Linked DNA regions of Triticum aestivum: region 2 is linked to region 1. The links are chromatin contacts, called in public Hi-C maps. All regions are on one chromosome and are shown on one strand. Each heading gives the region's core, a stretch centred on a gene start, on an enhancer-like site or on the middle of the called end of the contact. The rest is flanking DNA. Distances are from core to core; before and after follow the strand shown.

Region 1 (4,639 bases), core at 1,432-3,931:
AGAGCTCTGGAAGCAAAAGGGAGACTGAAATTGAGAGTGTTGAGAAATTACCGGAGATTGCGACACATAATGGGGCAAGCTCATCCAGAGAACTAAAAATTCAGAATGGGCCTTTTGATAGAATGAACACAAAGGCACTTGCATTAAAGGGTACTGATGGTATGAAACCTACATATGCTTCTCTGTTATTTGATGTTCTTGTGCTCGGTTTATTGGCCATCTAGTGTGTAAATTGCACATCTAATAAGTGTGATTTTACCTGGTGTTGTGTAGATGCTCCAAGTGGAAATGCATGCGGCACCAGTAAGCTGCAAGTGTTTTCAGCTGAGAAGAATGTGTTTTCCAAGTATCTTCATGGCATTACTTCTGCAAAGGTTGCTGGACAGATAATGGACAACGCTATGAGGATTGCTGATGCAAGTTCATGTCGTCCAAGTGATCCTGGCAAAGATCTAATGGCTACTGGCCAACCAACAACTAGCAAAAAATGCAAATCTCCAGTCACAAAGAATAACGCTGTCAAGCCTGTCATGGAAAATACCCTTCATGAAAATTCAAAGGGTGCTGCGATCGGCCATCCCCAGTCTTGCCCCTCTCACTTGCTGGATGTCAACTTAGGAAAGCAACAACGTTCTGATGGTCATGTGAACCAAGAACTGAGGGATAAGGATAATTTTAATCACTCAAATTCTTCAGCCTTTTCAAGGTAGTTACATGTTCATTATTTTTAAATTTTGATCCAAATAATTTTGGCTTGGAATGGTCATTTATTTCATTGAGAACACTGTTTTCATATTTTAGACCCTGAGGTTGATATTAGCAATTGCTTGCACATATACCCTGAGCAACACTGGTTAGTTCTATTATGCATGCTCTCACATGCTTTGCAACATGACAGGTATGGTAATAAAAGAATAGAGCCATCAGCTAAGCAACTGTCTCTTCCCTCTGTCCACTTAACTCATCAAGAATCTGTTTATGACAAGAATGTTCAGTCTAGTGGAACTTTGCCCTCACATGAACACAATACATGCAAGATTACAATGCAAGCTCAGGCTCCTTTGGACAGTTGCACAGTGGGTCCTGCCATCCCGTCTTCAAGCAGTGCAAGAGAAGATGCTGGCACAAGCAGTTCCTCCCCTAGAAAGGACAATTTCGGTCATCCTCCGTATGGCTTTATACCTGTTCCACTTTCTGTTGGTGCTGCTATACCGTACCAGTACAGTGCAATTATGCCACCGATATACTACACACAGCCTCCTTTTATGCAATGTGATCCATCTGGCATCAACCAGATGGGAATTCAGCATGCATATCATTCTAGTTACCATCAAAATCTTGGTAAACCGTCAGAGATTGATGAACACAGACAGCTAGAAGAAAATCAGCGGTTGCATCATTCAAGACAAATTCTCCAAGAATCAGGAGAACCTATTGACTTGTTGAGAGCTCATGCAGAGCGCAATAACCAGACTGCTAGTTGTAGCCAGGATATCCGTGGATGGACTGTGAGCGGTGAAACTGATACAAACACCAACACAATAATTGCCCCAGAAAGCGGCAACGAGAGTGGCATCCAGAACTTTGGTTACAACGGACTGGATAGTGATCGGTCTCGTCGTGAAGCTGCCTTGATGAAATTCCGCATGAAAAGGAAAGATAGATGCTTCGAGAAGAAGGTATTCTGTTTGACAAACCTAAATAGTCTTCAAATTCACAAATCATGTATGCGCACTTATATATTCTTTTCCGCAAACACTTGGTTTTTCTTACAGTTATTCCCTTTTATCTGTTTACCTTTCGCTCTACAGGTCAGATATCACAGCAGGAAGAAGCTTGCGGAGCAAAGACCAAGAATCAAAGGGCAGTTTGTGAGCCAAAAACTCAAGTCAGCTACAACAACAGAAGATGCGGAAACAGACTAGTGATGTCCATGACTGTACTTTTGATACTTTGCTTCCCAGCCGAGGGAGGGGCGTTTAAAGTATAACTGGTAAGAGTGAAAGGCTGGCAAAAGTTTTCCTTCCAGGGTTAGCCTTTTGTACAAGTGTTCCGTGTACTCCATTGTCGGTTGTTTATTGACATGGTTTGCCTGTAAAGAGTGTCGAATTGAAAATCCTCTGGGGGGATAGGAAATCAATGCAGATATTCAGATTTTCCGTCACATGTTTGTGGTGTGTTACATCCTTACAGTAGCTCTAGATTATACTCCCTCCGTCCGAAAATACTTGTCATCAAAATGGACAAAAAAAAAGATGTATCTAGAACTAAAATACATCTAGATACATCCCCTTTTATTCATTTTGATGACAAGTATTTCCGGACGGAGGGAGTAGTCAGTAAGCCTTGCTTCCTCACATGAGCATGCCCAATGTAATTATGCTTTCCCTTAGCTGTATTTCCTCCTCTATGTAAGATGATTGAAGGACATCCTGCCAACATTTTTCCTTTCATCTCAAACCCCTGTTTGAAAGGCGGGTTATCCTTTTCCCAGTTCTTGCTGTAATTCAACAGTTTCCTGTGGAACTGCTGCGGAACCTTTTGAGGCCATAATAGAGTAGCAACTCACCCGAGTTCTTTCTCCAACCAACCAGGCTTCTGCAGATGCTTTACCTGCCTTGCACTCTGCAAACCATTACACATGCACTTCTCAATCTACCAACCCTGGCACTCTTATCTTACAAAAGTTTCCTAGCACTTTTGAGCTCCATGAGACAAGGTATCAGTCACAAACATATATTACGGTGGCCGATTTCTTGAGACGGATCACTTGTTTGGTGCCAATCCAGGAGAGGAGCATCTTCTCTTTACACCCTGCTTCTCATATTCTCTCCCAGCTTGCACCTGAAGTTTCGCACATCTTCTCCTGCACTGCACTTCTTGGCTTATAAATCGGCAGCTCCGGCCCACAGGCAGCCGATCGCAGGAATCTCATTCCCCCACCGGCACCAAGCAAGCTCATGAGAGCAGTCTGTCAGGGTGGCAATGGAGGGACCAAGAGCGGTGGCGATGGTGGCGGTGATCGTCCTGGTGGCGTGTTGTGGTGCCCAGCTGGCTGTCGCCGGAGGTGATCAGGGCCAGCCGGCGGCGGGAGGGCCGGAGGCGAGCCTGCTGTGCATCAGCGAGTGCGGGACGTGCCCCACGGTGTGCACGTCGCCGCCGCCAGCTCCTCCTTCCCCGTCATCGTCATCGTCAACACCGTCTCCCTCGCCGTCATTGTCACCGTCAACACCGTCGCCTCCCTCGCCATCGACGTCGATCCTCCCGCTGTCCACGCCCCCACCGCCATATCTGACTCTGCTGCTCCCGCCGCCCCCGTCGTCATCGTCGACTGAGCCGCCCCCGTCCACGCCGTCGCCGACTCCACCGAAGAGCAGCGGCGGGTCTTCGTCGTCTTCCTCTCCCTCGGCTCCGTCCTCGCACGTCTCGTCGCCGCCGTCCCCGCCGTCGTCCTCGGCGAACCCGTACTACTACTTCTACCTCTCGGGGGGCAGCAGGAGCCGCGGCGCGTCAAGCGTCTACGCCGTCGTCATCGTCGCGCTGCTCCTGCCCGCCGTCACCTTTTGGAGGTGAGGTGTTGGGCTCCGTTGCGTCGCCGTGCCCATTCCGGTGAACTCTTCGTGTGTTTATAGTACACTACTGTCACTTCCTTTCCCTTTCCCTCGTCAGATTCAGAAGCTACCAGCACTTCCACTGTCTAGTAATTCCTTTTTTTTGTTGTAACTCTGTCTAGTAATTCGTTCCTGGTGTAATGGTACTGCTGATTATTAACTATTACAAGTGCATACAGTACTGTTTATTTTGGTCCTAATTAGTCCCTTTAGAGCATCTACAGCCGGACTTTGGAAATCCGACCCCTCAAACGCTCTCGCGTCCGCGGACACTAACCGATCAAGCCTCAAAACTCCAATCTCACAATCGAACACCTCAATTAGCATATCTCAAATTCTTACAAACCCATGCAACAACGTAAACGATGCTACATTGTTCGGATACTACAACATGCCATCAGACTACCAAAATTTGATATGTTTGACTATGATGGAGAAAATCATCCATGGCTGCCCCTGCCCTTCCCGGCGCCCTGAATGTCCTTCTCGAGTATAGATGATAGGCCTAAAGGGGATGCAGCATCATACGAACACGATGGCCTGGAACTGGAATGAACCGAGTGAATCGTTGCATAGTGCATTCGCAAAAAAAAAAACATGCATAATGAATAGGGACAGGGGAGATTATAATTAATTAACACATGGCTTAATTAAGCCATGACCACACTCTCGCCCCTAGTCTATGCTATCTTTATAAACATCATTGTGCGAAATCAAGGCTCCTCTAAAAACTTTGTGGTGCGACATTTCGTTAAAACTCCTTCAAACTCAATAAGAAAATAAGAAGAAAATGATAGAACATACAATGGCTATTGTCTCTTTTAACTTAATATGAGAAACCCATGGAGTTTAGAGGACAATAGTTATGCCGTATGAGGGAAACTAGAAAATACTCCCTCCGTTCCTTTATATAAGGTCTATGTTTGTCGATTTTTTTTCACAATGTAAGGTGCGTTTCTTTCTTTCTTTTAATTCCGTCTTTAGCCCTCCATAAAAAGGAAAGAATCTCTCCTCTAATTGCATCTATC
Region 2 (4,403 bases), core at 946-3,445, 340 kb before region 1:
CTTAGCCTCCAAAGCCTCCCATTGCATCTTTTGCACGTCATCTTTAGTAAGTTTTTCTACTCCCAGCTTCCGAAGGCTCGACTCTAGTGCTGAACCACGGGATTCTCTGAAGAAAGAGGATAAATTTAACTTGACTTTGCACAAGGTGTTAGTAACTCAGGAGTCAGGAGACACTGGACGGAAATCAAGAAAGGAAGTAGAAAAAGGAAATAGATTTGGATACCATAATCCAAACCTACCTGTAAATTTTGTAGCATGACTGTTGATTTCCAGCCTGAACCAACTGCTGAGCTATGTCATTCATGAGTGGCAGTATTCTTGGAGGAACTAGTGTCGGGGTCTTGTATACAGCAGTTTCCAAGCCTTTGGATGGATGGTCAGACTGGTTAGCATTCTCATCCTCGTCGTCTTTTGATGGCCGCAGAGACTTGGGTAGACAATCAAAGAGACGATCGGGCTCAATTGGTTTGCTGAAAGAACAGATAAACCATCGTAGACAACATTTTTTTACTGACAATAAGAAATGAACATGAATGTAGTTCTGGCATGAGTCTGCAATAAGAATGACTATCTTACCTGTACGTACCCATCAGCTGCTTAAATTCTTCTTCAATCTTCAGAGAAGACTTCGCTAACAGACCATTGACGTGATTCAGAATTCCTTCACTGCTTCTGAAGTTCTTATTCGAGGAAAAGAAGCGGGAGATTCCTTTCAGCGTATCCACTGCCTCCAAGTAGCTCTCCAAATCCTCATGGGGACCTCTTAATATCGTTGCCTCGGCCTAAAGATTGAAAGCAATGTTTTACACAAAGTTAGTAAGTTCCCAAAAATCAAAGCCTTTGCAAACAATCATATTCGCATCAGCTCAGATAGCTATCATTTCCATTCCTCCTCTTTCTGCGAGAAATCGCTGTCATTTTGACATAACAAGATGATCTAGAAATGACAACTCTTGATAAGAGATGAAACAATCATCTACAGTGACCCAAATTAATGACCTAAAAGTGCCAAACTATATCACTCACCGGATCTTCCAAATCCAACAACAACAACAAAGCCTTTAGTCCCAAACAAGTTGGGGTAGGCTTTGGGTTTCATCTCCATAAGAGTGACTGAGTTTTTGCGTTGGCTCGCCAAGCCTATCACAACCCTCCTCCTTTACCCGGGCTTGGGACCGGCTATGTTGAGACAACAAAAATCCATATTTGTTTCAATGAACAAAAATGTACGAATGGTATTATCTTAATTAGGAATAAAGGAAAACCATATTTGTTTCAATGACGGCGGTGATGATTGCATTTAACATGGTAGTATACCCCACACAACGCATATTAAATACCGCAACAAATTTTAATCATTGCAACCACCAGGCGCTCATTCGGCACATTTCAATTCCCGAAAGATCCACAAGACGTCTTCCAAAAAAAAGAAAGATTGTAACAAATTGACCGCCACACATCCAGGTAAAATGTTTGAAAATTTTGCGGTGGGTCGATGTTCATGTACCCGACGGGTGAGGTCGAACTGGGCGAGGATGGCTTCGCCGGCCTTGAGCGTCTTGTCGATGTTCTCGTGCGCCATCCGGATCGCATGCGTCCTCACCTGCATTTCATTTCACCAGAGAAAAACGAACCAGGTCAGTCGAGCGGAGGCGAAATCGAATCAAACGGGGATGACTGGAATGTGGAGGAGGAGGGGACGCGCGGGGGGACCTGGGTGGGGCGCATGGCGGCCTCGAGCGCGGAGAGGCGGTGGTCGAAGGAGCCGAGGATGGCGACCATGCCGTCCGTGTTCCCCTGGCTCTTGTGCAGCGAGTCGCGCAGCATGGTCGCCCGCCGCGTCAGCGCGTCCATCGTCCGCGGAAGCGCCGACACCGCCATCTTCCCTCCCCGAAGCCTCCTCCTCCTCGCGGATCACGCGGTGCGCCCCTCCGCGCTCCGAGGCCGGCCTGGGAGATCTCGAGCGGGAGACGGGAAATGCGTGCGCTTCGAGAAGGGGGTCCCCCGAACGCGCGCCGTCCCCGAGGGAGATCCTTCTGGAAGCCTCCGGAAGGGCCGCGGAGGCTTTGAGGTTGGCGGGAACGGTGGAGAGGCGCGATTCGGTGGGCGGGGTCGTCGGCGACGACGTGGTTGTGTCGCCGCGGGGAGGAGGAGAAGAATGGTTCGAACGCCTCCCTCCGCTCCGAGATTCGGGCGCGTGTTGACCTGGACCGCCCGGACGGCGGGGATGGGCTCGGTGCACGGAGTGGGTCCAGGGAGTGGTGGTTAGCGGGCGCCGGTCGTTCGGGCGCGCCGAGAGCCGTGGCGGTGTGGACCGGGTAACCATGAGGACCAGCCTTTGCTTGTTTGCAGACTTGGAGCGTGAAGACAGTTCAGGAGCTTCAAATTGGCGACGCTTGAAACTTCCGCTTTTGACCTCCGTTCCTAAATACTCCCTCCGTCTTAAAATAAGACTCAACTTTGTACTAAGAATAGTACAAAGTCAAGTCTTATTTTGAGACGGAGGGAGTATAAGTCTTTGTAGAGATTTAATATGGACTACATACAAAATAAAATGAATGAATCTATACTAAGTATATCTATAAACATTCATACGTAACGAATCAACCTGTGGTTGAGTTGGTTAGGTGGACAGTGGTATCCCCAACCCACCAGGGTTCAAATCCTGGTGCTCGCATTATTCCTGGATTTATTTCAGGATTTTCGGCGATGCGCTTTTAGTGGGAGGAGACGTTCCCGTCGACGACGAGGCGCCTACGATGACTTCGTAAATCTCAAGATGATATGCCGGCTCAGTCTCTCGGAGGTGGTCATAGGGGTAGGGTGTGCGTGTGTGCGTTCATAGGGGTGAGTGTATGTGTGTGTATATGAGCGCTTGTGTCTGTACTGATGCTCAAAAAAAATATAAACATCCATACGTAGTCCATATTAAAATCTTCAGAAAGACTTATACTTAGAAACGGAGTGTGTGATTGTGTTATGTGGTATTTCACCTCTTTGGTTATCAGCCCAAGTAGGCCGCCCCAGGTCCCCTAGGCTGATTTGGATGGTCATGGGCTCTATAGAAAGAAGATTTGAGAAGTCTTGCTCTAGGAAAACACTAGGGCCCTAGTATCCTTTATAAGCCGGGGCTGAGCTAGTCGATACACCTGACATTTAGTTAGAATCCCTCCATTGTCACATGTACTTTGTACGCCTCTATACATCAATACAACATGACTAGAAGTTGGGTTTTTCCTTGTAAGGAGGGTCTGGTTATCTCCCTCTCATATGTGAGCAATTCCCCGTAGGCGTGGGAGATGTATGGGATTGACGAGATTCACTTTGTGCCTATTCTATATGTCGTCATGTGTGATAATAGTTCTATGATTGATGAGTAAGTTGTTTATCTGTGGCAAGCATACTGTGTCTTGTCCAATTTAAGAGCACATGCAACATGATTCGAAAACCTACGCATGTAAAACATATTGTTTAGTGAATTCGTGACTTTCAGGTGATATGTGTTGGTATCTTAGGACCTTAATTGCAGAGACAACCATGCTATGGCAACGTTGATGCAGGACAATAGGGGAGAACGATTTTGGCATGAAGGAGTTCGACCATTCAAGTATGAGCTGCCTACAGGAAAAATAACCTATGCGCTAGAATCACAATACAAGGTGACTGGTATTACTGTCGCTTTGGCACACTTGATGTACACCATGATCTGAAGTTTCTACGTGTCTAACCTCTTCATTGCTGACAACAAACTGTATACTTTCACTTGTTTTATTTATGTCTTTACTTTTAAGCTCTTTATTATTCTCACTGCAATCATGGTGGACTCGGTAGTGGCAAACCTTTGCGTCATTCTCCCTCCCGGGGGCGTTGTCGAGGAGCTTAGGTGTCATAGGGCGTAGCGTGGCGTTGTAATCAGTCCTTCCTGTGCTCTTTATAGTCGCGTGTCTTGCTTGTTTCGGCTATCTTGAGATCGGCATTGTTTGAAGACTATTCCACCATCTTGTATCATTCGGCCCGTGTACTTGATTCATTGTTGCTTTATATATAAAGCGGGGAGAAACCCTCAAACAACCACTCCAAGAGAGAGTGTTGGATGCACCAGAAAGCGGCAAATATGGCAAGAAGAAACAACGACGACGGATAAGATCCGCCCAATGACGACATGCAAGATCTGCCCAACGATGGTCAGAAGCCATATACACCCCATCCTACTCACCTCTTACCACGCGCCAAAGGACACGCCTAGTCGAAAGTTCATTCTTGAACGTAAACATGAACATAGAGTATGTGATGCAAGTGTTTAGGATCAAAAGATCCTATTGAATTGGGTAGGTTCTTTGAAAGTTATGGACAATTGAAGTTCAAATTAAAATAGGATTTGAACTAACATACTCCCTCCATTC

The links. A called contact is a pair of places that touch in the nucleus more often than the background predicts.
Region 2: a contact with region 1 is called in a Hi-C map of leaf, with 5 times the contacts expected there. The contact joins the promoter of LOC123091476 here to the promoter of LOC123091475 in region 1. A contact is called at or near these places in 3 of 5 Hi-C or Micro-C datasets (all in leaf).

What each region holds. Positions count from the first base shown.
Region 1 is chr4B:134,792,261-134,796,899 of IWGSC CS RefSeq v2.1, reverse strand. LOC123091475 (proline-rich receptor-like protein kinase PERK2) reads left to right here and starts at 2,681. Exons shown (of 1, transcript XM_044513004.1): 1 at 2,681-3,789. The coding sequence starts at 2,986. The coding sequence ends at 3,573. It overlaps LOC123091474 (two-component response regulator-like APRR3), which reads left to right. Exons shown (of 8, transcript XM_044513000.1): 5 at 3-159; 6 at 274-706; 7 at 899-1,679; 8 at 1,812-2,164. The coding sequence ends at 1,925.
Region 2 is chr4B:135,132,348-135,136,750 of IWGSC CS RefSeq v2.1, reverse strand. It overlaps LOC123091476 (exocyst complex component EXO70A1), which reads right to left and starts at 2,195. Exons shown (of 12, transcript XM_044513005.1): 1 at 1,714-2,195; 2 at 1,508-1,603; 3 at 577-782; 4 at 240-470; 5 at 1-106. The coding sequence starts at 1,881.